3 separate regions of the Anas platyrhynchos genome follow, and regions 2 and 3 are each linked to region 1. The links are chromatin contacts, called in public Hi-C maps. All regions are on one chromosome and are shown on one strand. The core of a region is the stretch at or near the end of the contact, and the rest is flanking DNA. Distances in the headings are between cores, read along the strand shown.

The links. Hi-C and Micro-C count contacts between places; a contact is called where the count stands out from the background.
Region 2: a contact with region 1 is called in a Hi-C map of subcutaneous adipose tissue, with 2.4 times the contacts expected there. The contact joins the promoter of PTTG1 here to the promoter of TTC1 in region 1. A contact is called at or near these places in 2 of 8 Hi-C or Micro-C datasets (liver and subcutaneous adipose tissue).
Region 3: a contact with region 1 is called in a Hi-C map of subcutaneous adipose tissue, with 1.7 times the contacts expected there. The contact joins the promoter of FABP6 here to the promoter of TTC1 in region 1. A contact is called at or near these places in 2 of 8 Hi-C or Micro-C datasets (liver and subcutaneous adipose tissue).

What each region holds. Positions count from the first base shown.
Region 1 is chr14:19,865,834-19,870,417 of IASCAAS_PekinDuck_T2T, forward strand. TTC1 (tetratricopeptide repeat domain 1) reads right to left here and starts at 2,571. Exons shown (of 8, transcript XM_027465314.3): 1 at 2,337-2,571; 2 at 1,600-1,950. The coding sequence starts at 1,941.
Region 2 is chr14:19,670,712-19,675,295 of IASCAAS_PekinDuck_T2T, forward strand. It overlaps PTTG1 (PTTG1 regulator of sister chromatid separation, securin), which reads right to left and starts at 2,715. Exons shown (of 6, transcript XM_005009297.6): 1 at 2,580-2,715; 2 at 1,905-2,007; 3 at 1,443-1,621; 4 at 922-1,015; 5 at 1-114. The coding sequence starts at 1,986. SLU7 (SLU7 homolog, splicing factor) reads left to right here and starts at 2,944. Exons shown (of 15, transcript XM_005009353.6): 1 at 2,944-3,255; 2 at 3,897-4,050; 3 at 4,333-4,413. The coding sequence starts at 3,092.
Region 3 is chr14:19,738,231-19,742,814 of IASCAAS_PekinDuck_T2T, forward strand. It overlaps FABP6 (fatty acid binding protein 6), which reads right to left and starts at 2,022. Exons shown (of 5, transcript XM_013093975.5): 1 at 2,004-2,022. LOC119718353 (a long non-coding RNA gene) reads left to right here and starts at 306. Exons shown (of 3, transcript XR_005269363.2): 1 at 306-434; 2 at 1,806-1,910.

The sequences.
Region 1 (4,584 bases), core at 1,321-3,820:
GAAGTACCAAGCCCCTATACATTCACTGACACATTCATATTTTATGCACTTAAACAATATGACACTTCATTTCTTCTTTTCCTGATTTTGATAGCCCACGTCCATTACCATTGGTAATGATGATTTAGGAGTTTCTGAAACAAGCCATTCAGTACACTATCTTCCCCTGTGAAGTAATGTTTTCTGGAGATGGAGCCTACCCTCTCATTCCTTGCTCAACTCTCTCCATCCCTCATTATAATCAATTATGCAATGCTATCTATGATCCAAGCTGTGCACCTACTTCCAGTAAGGACTCTATCCCTCTTATAGAAATAAGACCACAGAATGGTTTGGGGTGGAAGTGACCTTGAGGAGCACCAAATTCCACCCCCCTGTCACAGCAGGGACACCTCCCACCACACCTTGAGTTGCCCCAAGGCCCCATCCAGCCTGGCCTTGAGCACTGCCAGGAATGGGGTAGCCACAGCTTCTCTGGGCAGCCTGGGTCAGGACCTCAGCACCCTCATAGAAACTATTTTCTTTCTCATGTCCAGCCTAAACCTATCCTCTCTTAGTTCTAAGCCTTTACCCCTTGTTCTATCCCTACATTTTCTGATAAAAGTTCCTCTCCAGCTTTCCTATAGGCCCTCTTTAGGTACTCTCTCCCTAGAGGCTTTACATTCATGCCTATAGGACTATAAAATGAAGTTTGCTGAAGTCTTCCCCTCACCTGAAATTACAATGGGGGAAAAGGTGGAGTTCTGACCTAATTGCCAATAAATATATGAGTATTTTTCATCAATATGTCAGTTATTAGTATAATTAACTGCTCATCTGGGTAATGCAATCAGGTTTTAAGAGGCTGGATAAGGTTTTGGTTTAGTATTTTTACTTCCTCACCATTCACAAATTCAAGTTGCAAGAAGTTTTTTTAATCTAATTATATGATGACCATAATACCCTAGAACCTTGAAAGCTAATGGCTATCAAGTAACACCACTGACTAAGGGTCACACCAACTGGTTCACACAGACTTACTGTGGCATAGACACTTTTAGAGGCTGCTGAACAAACCCTCAAGCCTATTTCATTATTCCTCACAAGCTCACACAGCCTGCTACCCAAGCATTTTGCCCAACATTGAAAACAAACAAAAACAGTTAAAGCATTTTGTTTAAAGCCTCAATAATCTATAGGGATAAATTTCAACATTAATCCCAAAACACTAATACACCAACTAGCCTTTCAGATATCAAAAGTATCTGAAACCCCTCCCTCCCTGAGTTTTTGGAAAGCATTCTGCAGATAATCTGGGGAAAACAAATAATGCACAACTCAACAATGTGAAACAGGGAAAATTTTGTTTCTTATAAACTGTCTTAAGTCACAGCAACCTTACACACTGGTGAAAGTAGATAAAAACCTGCGACAGAATGTGATGATTAGCAGCAGTAAGCAAAACTAACAAAATAATAGGTACCAAAAAGAAACTGGGAACACTAACATTAGTCACATACAAGAGTTTTAAAGGTCCATTTTCATGCTGGTCACAGACCATTCAGAGAAGTGACACTGAAAAGGTATCTTCTTATATTCAATGTGGGTACTTTGAATTACCTGTTTTTCTTCCTCTGGCATATCTTTTTCTAGTTCCAGTAAGTATTCTTCATCTAGTTCTGTCTGCTTCCTTGTACTATTCTCGTCACTCTGTATATTCCCTTCATCATCCAGTACAGGTTCTTTCACTTCAAAGGAGTCATGACAGTCATGGAAACACTCATCTGCTATCGTGGGATCTTTGGTTGAAGATGCTGCATAGCCACTTCCCATATTTTGGGGATTGTGGATATCTTTAGGGCCAGAAGCCAACGAGCTGGTGCTCTGCGATGCCTTCTGATCAGAAAGCTTTAAGTGACCAAGTAATTCTTCAGGCGGGCTTCCATCTTTAAACTGTTCCATGTCAGAGTCCTTGGAAAGGTTAGATTTTTAGAAACGAGAAAGAAATCACCCAATACAGCAAACAAGTATCTAGAATGCTTATAAACGCACCTAAAGAACCGAGCTATTAACAGATGACATCACCCGACGGAACCCATAGCCCCTCTAGGGGAGGACACCAGCAGACATCCCTCCCAGCCGCCACACAGCTGAGGGGGGCACCGCTCTGCCGCCACACCCCCGTTAAGCCCCAAGCCCAGGCCCCGGCCGTCCGGCAGCAGGACCCCACCGCGCCCACCTGCAGCCCGGGGGCCCGGCCACCCCCACGGCCACCCCGGCACGGCCTGCACCGGGCCCGGCCGCCCCCAGGCCCCGACCTGCGCCTTCTCTTCCGGCTTCCTCCGCACCCGCCTCACCTCGCGGGGCGCTTCCTGCCTCTGGGCCAGCCAGTAGAAAGGGGGCGGTGCGCGCGGGGCTTACTGGGGCTTGTAGTCGCTACGGGCTGACGGGGTCTCGGCTTCTGAGGTTTGCTGGGATTTGTAGTTCTCGGCCCGCGGGCCCGCCGGCGGGAGCGGAGGGCAGGGGAGGGGAGGGAGCCCTTAGGCTGGGGGGTGAGAGGGGGCGTTACAGCCCCGAGAGCCCTGGGTAACGCCGTGTAGAGCCTGAGTCAGAGCTCCGTCAGGGCCCCGGCCGTGGTGAGGCCACAAATAAGGCCTGGGGGAGGGCTGGAGGGAAATAGGGAGGGCCCGGTGGGTGGGCAGCAAGAGGGCTCGGGCCCTCAGGACAGCTGTGTGGCATGTCACGGCTGTACCGCCTGCAGGGCACCCGGAACTGGTTGGCTGCGTGATGCACTTGAGGTTTATTTATCTTTTATTCCAGTAGCATGTGGAAAACAAATTCTGTGTAACTAAGCACTGGAATAAAGCCCTCTGTCACTTTGCTTTGCATCCAGTCATTCCGTACCACACAAGTGTTGCACCTCAAACTTAGAAACAAAACTGACTTTTCTACAAGTTTTGACTTAGGGAAAAGTATGTGAGGCAGCGCCTTTTTATTGAAAATCGCTGTGCCAAGCCATGAGGCAGTCGGCATGTATAATGAGGCTTTCATTGCTCTAAGCAGTTTTTCAGCAAGCTTTTCAACAACTAAAAGATCTCTGCAACATATAGAGATATGTTCCAGATTCATATTGGGTAGAATTTGTCCTGATCAGCAGGATGTGATTGAGGAGAAGCCTCAGTGAATATGGGTTCTTAAAAAAATAAAAGGTAATTGGTCTTTTATGAGGAAGGGGATTCCCTTTCTTCTTTGCCTTTATATCATGGCAAAATATGCTGAGACTATTAAAGCTGAGCCAGCTCTTTATGTTTTCACACATAGTTGTTAAAAAGACCAAGAAAATATTAAATCTCCAGATCTCCACTGGTGGACTGAAGCGTATCTAGCACACATGAGCATCCTGGGGAGGAGACAGGTCCTTAAGAATATTTTGAGACCTGTCCTGTCTTCCAGAATTCTAAATGTCACCACACTGATTCAAGTCTGAAGGGCCTGAGGGTTGTTCAGCATTTCAAAGTTAAAGTAAAAATTGAAGATCTAGATACTAGATTCATCTTTGGTCTTCATTGGTTTGATTTGGGCTTCTAGATGAACATTTCTAGTAACCGAATGTGTTGGTATCAGTAATGGATGTGGGCATTAAATTGTATTGAAGCACTTTGCAGTAAATTGGCAAGAAGCAGTAAGTTGGCTAGTTACAGTGAAAGCAAACAAAAAGTCTATGGCTGATTTTTTTTCTCCTCTCTCTGGATAAAAAAGTAGATTCAGCATTCTGCAACATCCCAGCTGTAGTGATTTAGCCCACAAAAATGTGTCTTTTTGCTGTTCTGCTAGCACTGTAATTTATTCTGGTTTATGTAAAAAAATATTTCTGAACCTTTATGCTATCCTGTTAAATATCGTTTCATTTGAAAAGGGAGAAAGAAATTACAGTTGTGGTACAAAATCAAGCTCTGCAGTTTTAAATTGGATAAAATGCTATTTAAAACTCCCCTGGCTGTGCAAAGAGCACAGGGGTTTGGGAAGAATCACAGAATCACAGAATTTCTAGGTTGGAAGAGACCTCAAGATCATCGAGTCCAACCTCTGACCTAACACTAACAGTCCCCACTAAACCATATCCCTAAGCTTTACATCTAAACGTCTTTTAAAGACTTCCAGGGATGGTGACTCCACCACTTCCCTGGGCAGCCTGTTCCAGTGCCTAACAACCCTTTCGGTAAAGAAGTTCTTCCTAACATCTAACCTAAAACTCCCCTGGAGCAACTTTAGCTCATTCCCCCTCGTCCTGTCACCAGGCATGTGGGAGAACAGACCAACCCCCACCTCGCTACAGCCTCCTTTAATGTACCTATAGAGAGCAATAAGGTCGCCCCTGAGCCTCCTCTTCTCCAGGCTGAACAAGCCCAGCTCCCTCAGCCGTTCCTCGTAGGACTTGTTCTCCAGACCCCTCACCAGCTTCGTCGCCCTTCTCTGGACCCGCTCAAGCACCTCGATGTCCTTCTTGTAGCGAGGGGAAAGAAGACACAGGGTTCCATCCCCCAAAAGAACTGTACTGTTGAGAATAATACTGGGCATCAAGGGTTTCTCATGAATTCATTTTCT
Region 2 (4,584 bases), core at 1,465-3,964, 190 kb before region 1:
AAAGACACATGTTCAGTGGTTTTTCAGCAGTGCTTGTAAATATCTTGAGAGGAGCACCACACAGGTTGATATCGCTTACTCTGTCCTCTTCAGGAAGATCAAAATTCTCAAAGTCTATTTGGGAAAGACACAGTAGTATAGTAACAGTGTACAGTAGCATGGGAAGCTGCAGTCATTCTAGATTAAATGAAGTAAAAGTAGTTCCAAAACAACTCAGTCTGTTAGTTACATCTTACAGGGTGCTTATTTGCAGCCACCCCTTAGCTGCCCATAAAATCTATGCTAACACTTATCAAAGTGTATGTAACTGCTAGTGTAAAGCAGGAGCTTTTAGGAGTTTCTTTTCAATGACTACACTGGGAACTACATCAAACAGCACATGTTTAAACCAACACTAAAATTATAGTCTTCAGTACAATAGCTTTTGCACATTTACTTCAACATAACCTGGACTGTTTGAAGGCACATTGTGAAGAACTGAGACAACTCTCCTCATCACAGAGATGAAGAATGGTTTTAGAAGTTTCAACTATTTCATCCCACAGAGTAGGGATTTCTCTTGTTACAGAATACTGTCTTGGCACACTCTTAGGAGAAGTCCACATTCAAGTAGCCCTTTATTTATATGGTTGCCTGCTAGATGCCATTTAATGAAATAAGAACTATAACTTGGTTATTTGGAACTAGCTTCCTGCCACTATAACAGACACGGAGACTACATGTTTGGAGCACAAGTATTGCAGTTAAAACATTCAAACACAAATGAGGTGGTGCTTCAAAAAATGGTGAATGCCCTTATGCTTAAGAATGGACTCTGGAGAAGCACATCAGGTTGTTTACCACTGCAACTTGGCCAGTCTTACAACGGTGTCAGCACTTAAAGCCTGATTCTTTGTTCTAATAATTACAAAGAACTCTTACCTCCAGGATCATAGCAAAACATGTTTTCTATTTCAAGGAAGGGTTCTTCAAGTATCACATCCTGGCTCTCTAATCCAGCAGCCTTTTCAGCAACCTTAACAAGAGAAAGATATTACTTGAGCTAATCTGTTTTTTTTAAATGCAGTATCCTTTTTGTCCATAAAGCTGCCCAGCACAGAGAAGACAAGAACACTTGAAGAATACAGTCCTCAGTTACATCTAAATTTTAACACCTTCAATGCAAGGTAGCTGAAGCATTTGCCCTTATGCTGCTTAGCTTTTCTAACTGTACTTTATGCACTGGCAACAAATCCCTGCTGTACAGCATTTAGGCTCATTATATTAAAGTCCTGCTAACCAGAACATGAACAAGACAGTAACTCAGCCAATATTTTCTCTAGAGCCACTTCTTTACTTTTATATATTCACAAAGTTATTGCATGCCTTGTATCTATGTAGGTAAGCCCTACACCCTTTCCTTCCCTCCCATCCACCCTTGGTGGAAAGGCAGTTGTACTTACTTTCTTTGCAGTGCAAGGCTGATTTTCCTGTCTCATCTGCTCTTTCTTGTTTGTGACTCCTACAGTCCTATTCACGTCTCCAAGAGCCTTTCTGACAGAGTGTGATGTGGCTGGAGATGCTTTAATTGCTTTTTTAGGAAGCGGTGTAGTGACTTGAGTTCTTTCAGATAAGACTTTTGCTGGAGTGGAAGAAGAGAACAAGCTTTAGCACCATGTCAACCCTAAAGCCTGCTTCATTAGGTGCACATTAGAAAGCAAGTTGTCATTCTCTACTTATAATTCAGAAGCATAAGCCCTCTCTGTGACAGAGAAGTGATTTTCACTTTCATAACAACTGATAAGCTTAGTTTTATTTTTGTACCTAATTCAGCAATTTTGCTCTCTGTTCAAATCAGTGAATAATGAAACACAATTCATGCACCTTACTCTGTTCCCCACTACTTTAGCAGGGCATATACGCACATGATCCTGAAGGGTGTCTTAATTGATTCTTAGCAGCACCAACTTCACCATTCTCCTTATCTAAGAAGATGAGAGTAGTCATCTTCAGGCTGGTGAGACCACTCTAGAAAGATACAGAGAAAAAGAAGAAATCAGTTCTTATCATTTATTTCAGCACAGCACAGTTTTTAAACAGCACTACAGGCAGAGCTGGTTCTGAGAAGTGGAAGATGTGAAAGTCATCTGGCTTTTGTCATAGACAATACTAAGGTTTCTGAGTGGAGAACAACATGCTTCAAGTCATAATAGCTTGACTACATGCTTATATCTGAAGGTATCCATGCACATGGCAAGCTCACAGCACCCTAGGAGGGCACAGGGATTTAAGAAAGTTGCAAGGTTTCCCTAGGAATCTTACACAGCAAGGCCCTGTATCTCTGGGCCACTGCATGACTTTTCTACGGTGTTTATTGCTGCTTACTCCACAAAGGAAAGCAACACCATGAGGGCAGCGAGGCCCTGGCACGGGCTGCCCAGAGAAGCTGCTGGTGGCCCATCCCTGGAAGTGCTCAAAGCCAGGCTGGATGGGGCCCTGACCAACCCGAGCTGGTAGAAGGTGACCCTGTCCGTGGGGGAGCACCCGGCGCTACCTCTCCGCCACGGTCCCGCCACGGTCCCGCCACGGTCCCGCCTCACCTCCAGCAACGGCACGAGCCCTAAGGCACCGCCCTCCCGCTGCCAGCTCTTAAATCGACCCCGCCTCTCCCATTGGCTGCTTTGACCAACGCTCAGGCACTCGATTGGCTCAGCAGCGCCAGTGGGCGGGCCAGAACCGGGCAGGGGCGGCCCCGCTCCCGACGCCGCGGCGTTGCTGCGGTACCGGCGTGAGGCCGCCGCGGGGGGCGGGGCCTTCAAGGGGCGGGGCTCGAGGAGGGGCCGCGGTGCATGGTGGGGTGGCGGCGCGGTGCCGCGGGGTAGCCGGGAGACGGGCGGCAGGGAGGGCCGGGGGAGGCGGGGTCACGGCGTGGCTCCGTCACCGCTCCGTCACCGCTCCGTCACCGCTCCGTCACCGCGGCCTTGCGGAGGGACGCGCGCCGCCGCTGAAGGAGGGGAAGGGTAGAAAAACAACAAAGTAAAGCTGCGCGAGGCGTGCTGCACAGCGGCGTCGGGCCGGCTCCGTGCGGGGGTCTCGGTTGGAGGCAGACAAAATGGCGGCTGGGGCGGCCGCCGGCGGCGCTGCCGCGGGGGGCCCGGGCGAGGTGGGCCTGGAGGAGCCCAAGAAGATGACGAGGGAAGACTGGAGGAAGAAGAAGGAGCTGGAGGAACAGAGAAAGCTGGGAAACGCGCCTGCTGAAGTGGACGAAGAAGGGAAGTAAGTCTCGTTAGCGTGCTGGCTACAGGCACAGGTCAGCAGGCCTGCTGCCCGTGGCACTGCGGGGTTCGGAGGGGCGCAGGACGCGCTGCGGAAGGAAACTGCGCAGTTTCATGAATTTGCTTTGAACGTTCCGGTCTGTCTCGGAAAACAGGCGATTCTGCTTCCAGAACAAAGTGTTCATCTGAGCTGTTGGGGTGTTAGCCCAATAAATCACTGTTTACCTGATCTGTTGGGGAGATGCGAACACCGACAAGGAGTGTTTTACAAGGGGTGCACACAGAGTACTGGGAGACTTTACAGTTTGTTTATTCCTTTTCTCTGTTGCATCTACAAGGCTCCTGCTCACCATCCTATGGCCTCTGGAAAGAGAAGCATTAATATTCTTGTGCTCAGTAACTGTAGAAGGAAGTATTTAATTTGGAGTCAGGAGTTTAGGTGAATTAATGGTAACAAAATCTCGAAAAAGTCTGTTTACATACTTAAGATGACCTTACTTCTTTGGAATGCATTATAGCTTCAGTGATTATTATCACTTTTAAAGCATTGAACTTAATGTAAAAGTTATTTGTTAAGCTAAATCACGAGTTTGTTTTTTTCTTTTCCTGTCCCACGTATTTATTTCGTGATATCTTTTACAGAGATATCAATCCTCATATTCCTCAGTACATTTCCTCAGTGCCATGGTACATAGATCCTTCTAAAAGGCCCACACTAAAGCACCAGAGACCCCAGCCAGAGAAGCAGAAACAGTACAGCTCTTCTGGAGATTGGTACAAACGAGGAGTTCAAGAGGTGTGCAAGATGTTTTTGTCCTAAAATAAAGGTTTTCTTTGAGGAAATAAGAGTTATTGACATCCTGCAATTTCTGGGTCTGTGTTTTTGGGGGGAGGCAAGAGCTGGGAATTTGTATTCAGCAGGTATGTCCCTGTGTTTGGTGATAACCAAAATAAGCATTTGGGGTTTGGCTAGAGCATATGTGCTTTAGTGGTATTGAAAAAAATGAATTAGTTGATGGAAACACATACACGAATGTTGCCACAATTTTGTACAATGATTGTCTTTTCTGTTGTTTAGCATGCAATAGCTACCCGATATCGTAAAGGAGCTTGTGAGAACTGTGGTGCATTGACACACAAAAAGAAAGACTGCATGGAGGTAAACTTGACCATTGTTGATGTTCTAATGGCTTTGAAAACAACACGAGTTCTAATCTTAAATTTAGCTAGCTATTTTTCATTAAAAACTACTATTTTGAAAAAGTTACTTTGAAAAAGGTTACAAGTATCAAAATTCTGTTTGAAAGATTCTGAAACAGTAGTTATGTAG
Region 3 (4,584 bases), core at 772-3,271, 130 kb before region 1:
GCAAAAAAAACCCTAGTAATTTCACTCACATAAATTCAAAAATTCCATTTACAGGAAGGTATTATCAACCCCATTCCATACATGGACAAGCTGAAAACTGAAAAAAAAAAAGAAAAAAAAAAAAGTGACCTATCAGTGCTTATAGTATAGTGAAAAGATGATGTAGTCAGTAAGAAATCCTAGGTCTATGCATAAATCCTGTGTCCAAAGCATGGCACATTAATTTAAACATTCTTATAATAAACAAGCCCTTAGAAGCAAAGGGTGAGAGCTCTGAAGAGCCAATTACTTTCAGTCACCCAAGGGAATTCTGCAGTTGCTCTACTGATGGGCTGTGAGAATCTTTATTGCTGCTCAGCACAACTGGCTGTGCAAGTCTTTATGTAAGAGACTTGCCTCCTTCACGTGGCTCCGTCTGCTCCACATACTGAAAGGTAACCAGGGTCCTGCCACCGCTGTGCTTTTGGGGAGTGGGCAACCAGTGAGACCATCCTCAGGTTAGCTCAGTTTTGAAGGCCTCTGTCTTGCACTAGGCTCTCAACATTTCAGAGAGACATGCATAACGCCGTAAAGAAGGTAAATGAACTTGAGCCATAAACTCGTCTGTTTACACAGAACTTAATAGGGGACAATGCCATCAGCACAGTAACACCACACAGGCCTTGGAAGATAGATCAAACTGGATAAAGAAAACGGCACAGCTCTCTGAAACAGGAAAAAGATAATCAGATTATATGAACAGTACTTGGGCTTTTATGTTCCCTTTCTTTATAAAGATCAAATTATATTGATAATTATCTTGTGATGTGATATAAAAATGCTGACATATACACAGCTATACAACACTTAGAGCTTGTCTGCAGTGGGAATGTGGTGGGCATAGTGCTGGCATGTAGTACAGGAAATTACAGGTGAATAGTTACTTGGCTGGGTGGGTCATTCTTGCTACACTAAGGAGGAGTTTATTCACCTCCAAGGAGTTGTAATGCTATGCTGTACATGAGAGTTGCAGAATGTATTAAAAACATCCACATAAAAAATAAAGGTAAGACTGCACAGTGTCAATAACCGTGCTTACTCTGCCTGGCTGCTTGGGATCCAAATCAGTTTAGAACAAGTTGGGAGCAAACATACCATCTGTACCCATCTGTGCAGAGGAATTTCTAATGTGCATTTTGTATTTGCATCCATTTTCTGCTCACTCATTCTGAAATAAATCTCTACTTTAGTTCCTGCCTTTTTGTTATAAAATGTAATGAAATTCAAGACTGCATTGGAGAATGAAGAATTTCATTGAGTAGTCTTTCAAATATTGAGTCAGGACAATATTTATTCCAAGAGTAAAGGTATGGAGGCCTTCTGACTTTACTGAGGTGATGGTTACTTGCACAATTGTTAATGTTAGTCATCCAAGTTCCTCTCAGTTTCAGCTAAAAACTTCATTCATTTAATGACCTTACACTTTGTATTTACAATACTCATGAATTTCCTGCCTCTTCAGAGCTGTAAGCCTGTAAAGTTGCTTTTGCATTCCTCTACAGCAGTGCTTCAGCCTTGGTCGGCTGGGCACTTAGCTAAACGGTGCAGAATTACTTAGTTAAACAAACAAACAACAACAACAACACTAACCACAATAAATTAAACCAAAATTATCCACTTTTTTTTTCCAAAATGTATACATGTATATATACATGTATGCATACATGTATACATCATTACATATGTAATCCATTCCATCTACAGCAATGTGGGTAGCTGCACACCGCTGCAAACATCCTTGTTTATGTCATGTTTCTACTTAACAGAACTGAGTTGAAATTCAACTGAATTAACAGCTATAACTGAGACCAGTGGAAAAAATGAGAAGCAGTTCCCTCTACACATACAGGGGTGTAAGAAGAAGGCATGAGGTAAGAGCTGTAATGGAGAAAGACAAAAGAATAAAAAGCTCCAGGTGTAAAAATTAAAAACAGTTTTCAGAAAGGTTATTAACTTCAGGGTACCTGGCACTATCAATCATTTTCAGGAGGAAGATGCAGCTGCCCTTTATGTAGGTCAAAGAAAATACCATTATTCTATAGGGGACTGTGCCCTCTGGTGGCCAAATATCTGGTGGCCAAGGCCTGTACGCCAATCAGCGTGTCCTACAGCAAGTCCCTACCTCCCCCATAAATCCCCCTGACTTCAGTTAAAGCATACCAGGGTTTCTAACTAGCCCAGTGCCACAGCTGAAGCTCCAAGATCAGTCTCCAATCTCCTTGGTCTCTGACTGTTTGAAATGCAAAATCTCCTGCCTGAGCCAGACAATCAGTTCAGTAAGAGTATCAGTACAGTATCAGACAATCAGCTCAGTTAAGTGTATCAGTATTTATAAAAGCAATTATCTTCATGTTTCATTTTGGGACATATTTCTAAATGATAATGATTTCCTAAACACTGGATTATGGCAACACTGAAATACCATATATTATTAGCTTTTGCTTAAGTACATTTTATTGCTATCTGGGCAATCAATAATACGCAGGGCTGCTTCATATAGATTTAATTAAACATTATAGAACACAGGCCAAATGCTTGCTTCCCTGAATTCAGCCTGAGTTCTTCAGCTTCACCTACAGCAAAGCTACAACTTCAACACAAACAATTTAATGAATCTAACTTTATATGCAAATGTTATTTGTAGCAGACTAGCATTTATGAACCCCTCTGAGTGGATTCAGCTGTCACAGAAAAACACAAGGGTTTGCATACTAATTTGGAGCCCCACTGTCAGCAGACAGACTGCAAGGGAAGTGGTATAACCTTGTTCTGTGAGACTTAAGGCACACAGGCTTTTTATAATGAGTTTGTCTCATAGAATAAAAACAAACAAACAAAACACAAAAAGCACAACAAAACACTCACAGTAAAGCTTATCTAACTGATGGTTCTCTAAGGCACCTCTCTAACACCAGCACATAGCAAGCCTCCTATCTAAGTACACATTGACAGCACTATGGGAAGGAATCAAGCCACTAGGTACAATGAGAAGTTATGCAGAAAGGCTCAACAGTGCATTTAAATTTATTAGGATCATGTGAGTTGAAACTGTGTGGCTGTTGCAGACACATAGCATGAGTAAGTTTTCAGGGAAGTAAAACCCTCATTAAAGCTTATACCCAAAGGAAAAATTCATCTAAAGAGAGTAGTTAATTCCCTCTGCCTCCCAAATCAGCTACTTCTGATATGCAAAACAGCTGAGTCTTCAAATGCTGGTAGGAACAGAAGGAACTTTCAGGAACCAAATCAAAGGCCGAGGATACCTCTACTTTCAGAATTTACTTGCCACAGTCATAAATATAACGCCTTTGCATTCTTTTTGTCATGTTGGAGTCACCCTGCCCTTGAATGTCTCCCAACATGCTTTAAAGTTTATTAACCTTTCAGACGTGTAGTATAAAGCCAACTGAGATAATTTAAAGACAAAGTGGAGATAAGGAAAGTAATTCCATTAGTGAATGAACAAGGTTGAGTGACTATCTTTGAAGTGCTTTTAAAACTGGAATGCAGTTGAACAAGGAACAAGGATTCAGAATAAAAGTAGAAGCTCTCCCCTGAAAAGAAATGATCCTTTCAGAATTAATGCTGATCAGGAAAGCTTGTAAATTCCTAATACAGCTGTAGCTGGCAATTATTCAACAACTCTCCACAGAAATGGCTGATGATTATTAATTCCTTTGGTACTCAGAGTAATCATTCATAATAAATTCAGAATGAACTCATTTCGTATTAACGTAATGTGTAATTCCATGGGACTTGTATTATAATTTTGCCTTAATTAATGGGTAGTTAATAGTATCCATTTAGCGTAGTACTAGGTGTTATTATTCTAAACTCATAAGCAGTAGAAAAGTAATTACCAACAAGATGTGGCTGAATTATTGAAAAGCTAATGCTTGTACAGACTCCAAACATTTAACAGAAATGCCCTGGCCAGCTCTACAAGATTTCTATAGGTGACTCAGTACCGATGCTGCTCTTGCCCACAAGTGACATTCTGAAAGGTTGAATTTGCCTCACACACACACACAAAAAAAAAAAAAAAAAAAAGATCCTACTACTATTTGAGGAAGACTCAACTCCTTCAGAAAACTAGTATTTTGGGGACTTGCATAAAGGAAACTTGCATTATTTCCTGCCAAAGCACTGTTATCAGGAAAACCTTCAGTCTGTTTGGACCTCCAGTGAGCAAGATAATTAACTGGTTCAAGCTGGCATAGCTTCTGTAAGAAGTGGTTGGTTCTGCTGCCCCTGACTGGTGTTCCTGATCTCTGACTGTTATCTCAATAGGACTGCTGAGGTCTGGTTTTGGACAACTAAAAAGACAGAAAACTAAACTCACCCCCCCAAAAAAAAGTAAGAAAAAAATAACTGATTAGTTTTCAGGTGGTTTTACCAGTTTTCAGCTGATTTTGTTCCCTGAACTGTCTCAGGACGTGGTCATACCCTGCTAGTACAGCAGGAGGTACAAGAGGATGAGAAGACCAAGGGCACCAGCACAATGAACAACATTTAGCCCTTTCATTGGTCTAGAGATGTCTGCAA